Regions from separate parts of the Mus musculus genome. Here regions 1 and 2 are each linked to region 3. A link is a contact called in public HiChIP or PLAC-seq and promoter capture Hi-C data. All regions are on one chromosome and are shown on one strand. The core of a region is the stretch at or near the end of the contact, and the rest is flanking DNA. Distances in the headings are between cores, read along the strand shown. Region 1 overlaps Phf21a (PHD finger protein 21A). Region 2 overlaps Phf21a (PHD finger protein 21A). Region 3 holds the start of Slc35c1 (solute carrier family 35, member C1).

Region 1 (2,947 bases), core at 76-2,575, 250 kb after region 3:
CAAAACTTGTTTAAGTCGCTTGTTTTGTGGTAGAAGAAATGAACAGAAATAGGCCTTGCTTCATCATATTATAAAGTAGAAAAATCATCAAAAGTTTCTACAGCTCTAAGCTATAAATGTTTTGAGTCTAATCACGGTGAAAACTTAATTACAGATCAGACTCAGTAATTCATTCCATATCCCAAGACAACTCAAACTCAGTCTTAACAGTCAGTTAACCTCAAGACCAAAGCTCCTGCCATCATCAACAAAAACAACAAAGGTATCTACAAGGCATTATAAAAGAGCCTGGGCTTATCTTGGTGTACAGGGACTTAAGCTAGTGCCTCCTATTAACACTAATGGGAGTTTGGAGCACAGACCATCAGCACTAAGGAGGAGGGGGAAGGCCCAGCTCTACATCAGAGAGGCCCTGCAAGCACACTAACTGCAACTCCTGGGAGTTCTGATCTCAGAATTGGGGCAAGAGACCCAAATTCCTGTCTCTGAAGCACAACTACAATTCAAATAAAAGCCACTAAGGAAGGTCACTTGGTAAACACCAGACTTAGAAAGAAAGGGAAGGAGGAAGGGAGGGAAGGAAGTAAGGAAGGAGGGAGGGAGGGAGAGTAAGAGGGGGGTACATTTAAAGAAAAATTAATTGTTTTTTAATTAAAGCACAATAAACTCAAATACAGTGAGAAGCTTATCCAAAGAAACATGCACACAACACAAAAACTCCTCCCTGGTACACTACAACCCTGTTTTTAAACATGGAGAAACCCTGCAGTCCTGACAGCCAAGAAAACCAGAACTTCCCAGACAAACAGATAATGATCCCAAGCTGCCACTGACAGCCAAACAATCTAAATAAAACACCAGCTCCTTAACCTTACTGTGAGCTGCCATACTTCCCTTAGATGCAGGACTGCTGGCCTAACCAGGCTAGAAGATGAGCAGGTAACTTCAGGCTCTGGAAATTCTCCCCCTCCTCTCCCTCTCCCCCTCTCCCCCTTCTCTCCCTTCTCTTTGCAAACACAGGCACAAAGGCAATGATGCTCTTTGAGCTGATGAGGTTTTAGAAAGGCAAGTTTGGTGTGGCATAGGAAACTAAGAGCAGGCCTTGTTGAAGTAATGACAGAAAAAAAAAGAAAAAGAAGGCTTTCCCAAATCCAATTCAAAGATTAAAACAATGGACATTTATTTTAGCTAACAGGCAGTGGCAACAATTCACTTTCTTAAAAAGAGTTATTAAAATCTTCCCCGTGCACGTCTCAAAAGAAACTCAGGACCTTTCCACCTACTAAGTTGACGACATACACAGAGCCCTTACTCAGGCCTAAAGACTAAATCTGATTCCTGTACAATTTACATCTAAAAACCCTGTGTGGTCAACATATCGATTCTTGACCATCACTGCTGTACTAGTGAGCATCTATCTTCTCTGTACTCTCAGATGTGCTGATGAGAAATTGAAACATTACAATACGCTAGGACTCCTAACTTTTCAAATAAAACCACCAAGAAACAGAAGTGTGAAACATACAGCCTCCATCCTGCTAAGCAGTCCTAAAACTTGAAAGTGAAAGCAATACAGACCGCAAAAGAAGTTGTTTGCTTGATGGTAATGCTAGCCTTTAAAATCAAAAATATGTTCTGTTACAGAAGACTGAAATAAGGGCTTCCATTAACCTTGTTTAAAAAAAAAAAAATCCCATGAGCATAGATTTTTTTCCCTAAGTCTCTTCATCAGAGCAGCATGGGGTCCCATTAGGCACCCTATTTTACTTCCACCTTATAAATAACGTTAGCTGTTCACTATTTCCATGGAAACCAAGTACAGTGGAACCCACTTAAATGAATACCGGTTAAAGGAATAGTTTTATTTGAGAAGGTTTTTGCTGCTCTAGATGAACTCTACTGGGGAATACTACAAAGTCTCCTTAAGTATAATTTTTAAAAGTATATCTTTGGTGTAGAGGGAGCTTATTAAAGGTCCTGTTAAGCAAGTACACTCCTTGCACTAAACTAAATATGCCAAACAACATCATAACATTAAAGATGCATTTCCCATGCACTGCATGGGGGTTTGAATGCACAACTTGCACTGACTAGACTTCTTCATGCATTGGGGTGGAATAATTACCCCTCTGGGTCTAATTTAAACTAATAAAACAAGAAATTCAGTAAGGCTAGCATCACCTTTACTGACTAGTAATAAATGGGTCCCACACTGCAGGTACACGTGCAACTTACTGCCCTAGAGAAGAGCAGACAGGGGGCAGAAAACTAAGCTCTCCTCATCACTGGTACCTGGTTTAAGATCAACAAACAGTCCAAATTCCTGGCTCAGCAAAGTACTCTACAAGTTACAACAGGAATGCTTAACACACAATCAGTCTGAATACAAAGAGAATACTCATAAGGAAGTGTATGCGACAGGGTGATTTACAACTCTGTCATACAGTTTCCTGCGCTAAAATTCTAAAAATGATGATTATAGGTGTCAAATATAAAAAGTTACAGCCAAATGTACACAAAATAAGGTACAACCTATAAGAGTAAATTTAAAAGTAATTATCAGACTTTCTAAAGTTCTGGAGATGTAGCTCAGTTGGTAAAGTGCTTGCTCAGCATGTGGAAGACCTGGTTCAAGGCCAGCACCACATGAGCTGGCATAATGGTACATGCCTAACAACCCCAACACTCAGGATGTGGAGGCAAGATCACAAGTTGTAGGGTCTGGTGATGCACACATTTAATCCCAGCACTCTGGAGGCAGAAGCAGGCTGGCCTCGAACTCAGAAATCCACCTGCCTCTGCCTCCCGAGTGCTGGGATAAAAGGTGTGCGCGCCACCACACCCGGCTTCAACATAAAATTTTAAAGGGTTTTGAACAACTGCTGAGCAGGGTAGCACATATCTTTAATCCCAGCACATGGAAAGCAGAAGCAGGTGCATCTTTTTA
Region 2 (2,842 bases), core at 145-2,644, 160 kb after region 3:
CACTCTTGCTTCCACTTAGTGTCTATAAAACCAAAACCAAAGCAAAACAGGCAAGCGAGCACACGGGGTGATCTAGAGTGCTGAACACCCACGACCCTGTTCCTCACAAGCCCAGCTCTCTAGGGCAAGCTTCCGAAATGAGATTATTCAGCTCAATTTCCAGTATGCTATTTTATTAATTCCTTGAGAACTTCACACATATGTAACACATTTTTATCATCTTCACCATCACCCAGTACCTTCCCCACCCCCTAGCTAGTTACATTTTAGAACATGCCACAGAGACCCATAGGTGTGACCAGACCAATCTGCATCAGTCACAATATTCCTCTTATGTATTAAACTTCTGGTTGAAAAGAGACAACATTTGGTTTTCTCATCCAAGGTTATGATAAAAGCAAACCCCTCATTGAAGACTCTGATTTGATTAACAGGAACACAGACCTGCCGGGTATGGTGGCACACGCCTTTAATCCCAGCACTCAGGAGGCAGAAGCAGGCAGATTTCTGAGTTTGAGGCCAGCCTGGTCTACAAAGCGAGTTCCAGGATAGCCAGGGCTACACAGAGAAACCCTGTCTCGAAGGAAAAAAAAAAAAAAAACCACCCAAAAAAAAAACAAAACACAGACCTTTCTATTACACTTATAAAGCTCGTTATTTTGATTCTTACGGCAAAAGCTGATTCTTCTCAGCTTTTTATTATATAGAAAAAGGCCATGAATTTGACAGAGGGAAAGGAAATTCAAGGGAGTGGTTTGACGGAGGTAAGGGAAGGAGAAATGACTAATTATAATCTGAAAAATAAAAAATAATCATTAAAAAGTGCAACTTTAGAACTTATAAAAACAGCAAGAAAACACAAAAATGGCTCAGATATTTAGACCCTACAGACAACTATAGAAAAGGAAAACTTCAAACTGAAAATGAGTTTCCCTCATGAAACATCTCTGAAGATGACCGACCACCTTTAGTCTACCACTGCGAACTGTCTCTGAGGAGGACAGAGAACTGGAATGTTTGTTTTACTTTCTTGTTGATCTAGTGGTTATGAATAAAAACTAAATTACTTAAAATTAATTCTGATATAATCTACTTGCTTTCAGCCTGCTTCTCAGTTTCATTTGTTCCCCAACACTCCCAGAAAACCAAGAAATAATTATGATATTTCAATAAACTAGGAAAAACCCCCAGTAAGTTTATATAGGATGTACAACAGGGAAAGCCTAAGGGAGAGCCAGCCTTAATGTGCACCTGACAAAATACTGAAGTTTATTTAAGTATTTTACGTTGAATAAATAACACTTCTGTGAAAGGCACAACCACTCAACAGAACTCGCCACTTAACTCTCAGATCAGCTATATTAAGTCTGCCAGAGCGGCAGGAGGAAGCTTTCACTTAATGAGTTAACGCCATCTAGCGGGTGCAGTGAGATTTCAGCTGAACCTACTCCAGCTCTTCCTGTGGCCAGACATCCCATTTCAACTACTTCCTGGTACTAATCAGAGAACTACACTAATGTGACAAACGTTCCTACATTAAAAAGGGTGAGTTTAAAAAACCAAACAAACTAGCAGTTTCCATTCAGAAGGGAACAGCATTATATCCTGTTCTTCAAGTGCACAAAGCAAAAATCAATACATACCAACAATATGTACATTGGAAGAGTATGAAATATTGCAAAAATCAAAATGAGCGTCAATTAAAGTGTTACGATGCCAATAACAAAAGCAATTGTCTATGCCAGATATTTGCAGTTGTTATCCTAAAGGTAGTTAATTAAAAAAAAAAAAAATAGTAACTAACCAAAATGATAGCATCTCTTTCCTTCCTCCCTCCCTCCCTCCCTCCCTTCCTTCCTTCCTTTCCTTTCTTTTTTAGAATTTTACTTTTTTTTAATGAAGTGTATGTATTTGTGTTTGGGTATAAACACATGAATGCTGGTGCCTCTTAGGCCAGATGCATCAGCTCCTCAGGACTTAACACCAGTGTGAGCCACCCAGCATGGGTGCTAGCAACTTCAGTCTTCTGCAAGAACGAAGCTGAGCCACCTTTGCAGCCCATACTAACTTTACTTACTTCCAACATGATTTGAGTGTTGCATCTACCAAACTAGCCCAGTGCATACATCCTATGTGTCCAACAATACACAAAGTAGTAGTGGGGTTTTAAGAGAGGAAAGGTCACCTGGAATTTAAGAAGCCCAAGCACACAGGCCTGGTACCAGCAACTGGTAACTCTTTAGAGAAGATACATTTTTTTATCAGAATTTTACTTTAAATTTTATTCATATAAGAATAAGCTGCTAACATGAATATCAGATCCACTATATTTTTTTATTGTATTAATCAGTTATATTGATTTAAGGTGAAATTGGATGAGAAAGATGTGTCCCCTTTATATAACATAACAATGTGCACATTCTTTAACATTTCAATGGATAGGAGTTACTGTTATCATTTTCAAGTCTGGGGATAACAGGCTCTGCCATTTTGCTAAGAATGTACAGGGATCTATCACAATAATCTCTCTTATATTACTTACGTATTGTTCTAATAGCATATTGGCTTTTACTTTTTCTCTTTGTATTTCTTGGGCTTACCATGCCTGAGGTAAGAAGAGGAGCTTTGAGTAAGACCTGTTCATTGTTTTCCTATTCACTGACTGGCAGGTAGAAACTAACACAGAACGGCATGCAGAAGTTAACCAGAGCCCATTCCACTCCATTCTGGTTTTACCATTTTCATATGCAGCTGAGGAATTGAGTACTCTACCAGTGAACACCAGTCCCGGTTATCTTTCTGGGAAGGTTAACTTTAAATGTTTTAGTGTTTTCCCATTCTC
Region 3 (3,156 bases), core at 336-2,835:
ATTCATGTCTAGGTATGTGTGCCCAAGCCCCCCTTTTTGAAACAAGTCTCACTAAATTGCCCAGGCTGGCCTTGAATTTTATCCTGTAACTCAGACAGGCCTTGAACATTTTTTGTTTTGGTTTGGTTTTGGTGTTTCGAGACAGGGTTTCTCTGTGTAGCTCTGGCTGTCCTGGAACTCACTCTGTAGACCAGGCTGGCCTCAAACTCAGAAATCCGCCTGCCTGCCTCTGCCTCCCAAGTGCTGGGATTAAAGGCGTGTGCCACCACTGCGCGGCTGAGCTTTTGATCTTCCTATCTCAATTGGGATTACAAGCCCTTTACCATCAGGCCCTACTAATAAAATAGTAATTGAAATACTTTAAGCGAGACATCTTTATAACCAACCACATAAGCAATAAGTCTGGAACCCACTGTGTTAGCCATTTCCATAATAAAACCAGCTCAACCTAGGGCAAACTTGCCTGTCCAACAATGGTGCTAGGGAGAAACCAGAGAAAAGTCAGCCCTTCCAGATGCCCAGGTGTAAAAGACCTGGAGCTAATGGCCCACTCAAGCCTGGTTCCCGGGACTGAGAAGGGTACTCTCGTAGGGGAGTGGCGGCATCCGCAGTTCTCCCAACCACGCCCTTCTGGAAGCACCAGCTTGGACCCATAGGGCCAAAGATGCATCTTGTCAAGGGATGCGCCAAACGACAGTAACAGAATGGAGGAGTCCCAGGCTAGCTGGGGTGGAGGGTGGGAGATGGCGTTGACCTTAGATAAAGGAAAGAGGCTTTCTTGATGGGCTCCCGTGGGTAATCGCCCCACCTTGCCCAAAGCCCGACGTGGCAGGAAGTCGTACTGGGGGCGCGGCTTGGGCAGCGTTGCAAGTTCAGCCGAGGGTGGTGCTGCAGGTGCACCCGAGGGCACCGCCGAGGGTGAGCACCAGGTCCCTGCATCAGCCAGGACACCAGAGCCCAGTCGGGTGGACGGACGGTACGTTCTGGAAGGGAAAGGGCCCCGGGAAGGGGATACAGCATTGAGAAGCTCAGAGGCTTTGGTCTGGGCATCCAGAATGGACTTTATCTGGAGGAGGTGACATGGCTTCTCGCCTCTGGAAGTGCTGCTTGGATCTCCGGGACTTCATGTCCTGACTAGGTCTGGAAGCGGTGAAAATAGGGGTAGGAAAAAAGGAGAGGACTGCAACAAGGTCTTCCCGAGTGGCCTGAGCTCGAGGGACGAGGGAGGTGCAACGGTGGGGAGCCGGGCGCAAGGGCTGGGCGGAGGGAGGGGGGGGGTCTCCCTAAGCAGAAAGGTGGTATTCCATTTTCTGGGTAGATGGTGAAGATGCACCTGACCGAGTCTGGTCGATCTGAAGATATCAGGGGAAAAGATAGTGCGGGTGGAGGGGAGAATGACAGAACCTTCCAGAAAATGGGAGAGGCTATAGCACTTGCAAACCCTTCCCTGATCTCCGGGGACTCCCGGAAGAAGAGGGCAGGTCTGTGGGCATAGGTGCAGACTTGCCGGGGAGCTCTTGACGGCCGCGGGAAGTGGCAACGGCCTGCGAGCTGGCCCTTTAAGGCGGCTCGTAGGCGTGTCAGGAAATGCGCGCAGGGCCCGCCCTGCTCGGTAAGTGGCCCGGGACCCGCGTCGCTGAGCCGGAACTTGAATTCGGCTCGTGGCAACCGCAGGGCCTTGCTCCGGTCAGGCCCCTGTCCGTGTCCCTCGAGACGCCTTCCTGAGCCTCGGTGATCTCCCTGCAGCACGCCCTCCTTTCGGCTCTGCGGGTGCTTCCGGGGGTTCCCGCAGCCCATGCTTCCCACGCGGTCCGCGTCCAGTTATTTCCTCCTCCGCTCCGTCCTTCCTTCGCTCTCTCGCTTCCTTTCTCCCTGCGACTCACGTGTCCCCTGTCCTCAAACTGGCCATGGCTGTCAAAGCCCACATCCTTAGTTAGGCCCCTTCTCCCTTCCCTGGGTCTTGTTTCGTGACACCACCTCCCTCCCCCGCCCCGGGAGCGAGCAAGATGAGGAGCGGTGCACCTCGGCAAATCCGGAAGCAGAACTTCATCCAAGAAGGAGGGGACCGATAGGTCATCCCATGTGACAGTTGAAGGCTGCAGCCACAGACCCTAGCTGCTTGAAGCCCTGTAGTCCAGGGACTGCTTCTGGCCGTAAGGTGACCCAGCTCTTCTGCCACCATGAACAGGGCGCCTCTGAAGCGGTCCAGGATCCTGCGCATGGCGCTGACTGGAGTCTCTGCTGTCTCCGAGGAGTCAGAGAGCGGGAACAAGCCATTTCTGCTCCGGGCTCTGCAGATCGCGCTGGTGGTCTCTCTCTACTGGGTCACCTCCATTTCCATGGTATTCCTCAACAAGTACCTGCTGGACAGCCCCTCCCTGCAGCTGGATACCCCCATTTTTGTCACCTTCTACCAATGCCTGGTGACCTCACTGCTGTGCAAGGGCCTCAGCACTCTGGCCACCTGCTGCCCCGGCATGGTAGACTTCCCCACCCTAAACCTGGACCTCAAGGTGGCCCGAAGTGTGCTGCCGCTGTCAGTGGTCTTTATCGGCATGATAACCTTCAATAACCTCTGCCTCAAGTACGTAGGGGTGCCCTTCTACAACGTGGGACGCTCGCTCACCACCGTGTTCAACGTTCTTCTCTCCTACCTGCTGCTCAAACAGACCACTTCCTTCTATGCCCTGCTCACCTGCGGCGTCATCATTGGTGAGTGGGACTGGGGGCGTGGGGAGCAGGAATCGTAAAGATCAATACCACATTACTCATTATCTGTCCCAGGTCTTTTGCACCACCAGTCATAGGGAGAGACCTGTAGAGAACAAATAACTTCCTTACTGTGACTCAGTAAGTTAGGGATCCAGCCAAGGTGAACATAATAATGTTAGGCAGACACTACAGCAAAGCCAGCCAGACACTCAGATCTAGCTAAGCATTTGAGCCATGTTAATGTAACGGATCCCCATTACAAGGTATAATATAGCTGCGTTTTATGGAGAGAAACCCAAGGCACAGAGAAGCTAAGTAGCTGGGATCACACAGGTAATCACTGACGTAGCAGAAATTTGCACATAAGCAGTTACCTCCATAGGTTACACTCTTGACCAACACACCACTGTTCTCAAGAGGTCAAGGGTGAACTCAGGTCATCAC

Evidence for each region. Promoter capture Hi-C pulls out the DNA fragments that hold promoters and counts their contacts. HiChIP or PLAC-seq counts read pairs in DNA pulled down with a chosen protein or histone mark.
Region 1: a promoter capture Hi-C map of pre-B cells shows a contact between it and region 3, with 2.7 times the contacts expected there. The contact joins the enhancer-like site here to the promoter of Slc35c1 in region 3. A contact is called at or near these places in 2 of 39 promoter capture datasets (hematopoietic stem and progenitor cells and pre-B cells) and 2 of 115 datasets of contacts at active chromatin or transcription factors (the SCID.adh cell line and fibro-adipogenic progenitors).
Region 2: an H3K4me3 HiChIP or PLAC-seq map of the SCID.adh cell line shows a contact between it and region 3, with 19 read pairs. The contact joins the enhancer-like site here to the promoter of Slc35c1 in region 3. A contact is called at or near these places in 1 of 15 datasets of contacts at CTCF or cohesin (stem cell-derived epiblast-like cells), 31 of 484 Hi-C or Micro-C datasets (the C2C12 cell line, CD4 T cells, CD8 T cells and 18 more), 6 of 115 datasets of contacts at active chromatin or transcription factors (the SCID.adh cell line, bone marrow-derived macrophages, embryonic stem cells and 2 more) and 2 of 9 other capture datasets (adipose tissue and pancreatic islet).

The regions. Positions count from the first base shown.
Region 1 is chr2:92,203,994-92,206,940 of GRCm38.p6, reverse strand. The region is part of intron 1 of Phf21a (PHD finger protein 21A); the gene reads right to left. Among named protein-coding and RNA genes, the nearest start is that of Mir1955, 13 kb to the right of the region's middle. Within about 2 kb of position 1,325, at least 55 of the 459 cell types and tissues checked have an H3K27ac peak or open chromatin away from gene starts, as enhancers often do. A contact at or near this core is called in hematopoietic stem and progenitor cells and pre-B cells, where this site is marked.
Region 2 is chr2:92,295,188-92,298,029 of GRCm38.p6, reverse strand. The region is part of intron 6 of Phf21a (PHD finger protein 21A); the gene reads right to left. Among named protein-coding and RNA genes, the nearest start is that of Large2, 74 kb to the left of the region's middle. Within about 2 kb of position 1,394, at least 11 of the 459 cell types and tissues checked have an H3K27ac peak or open chromatin away from gene starts, as enhancers often do. A contact at or near this core is called in the SCID.adh cell line, adipose tissue and bone marrow-derived macrophages, where this site is marked.
Region 3 is chr2:92,458,223-92,461,378 of GRCm38.p6, reverse strand. Slc35c1 (solute carrier family 35, member C1) reads left to right here and starts at 1,585. Exons shown (of 2, transcript NM_211358.2): 1 at 1,585-2,712. The coding sequence starts at 2,181.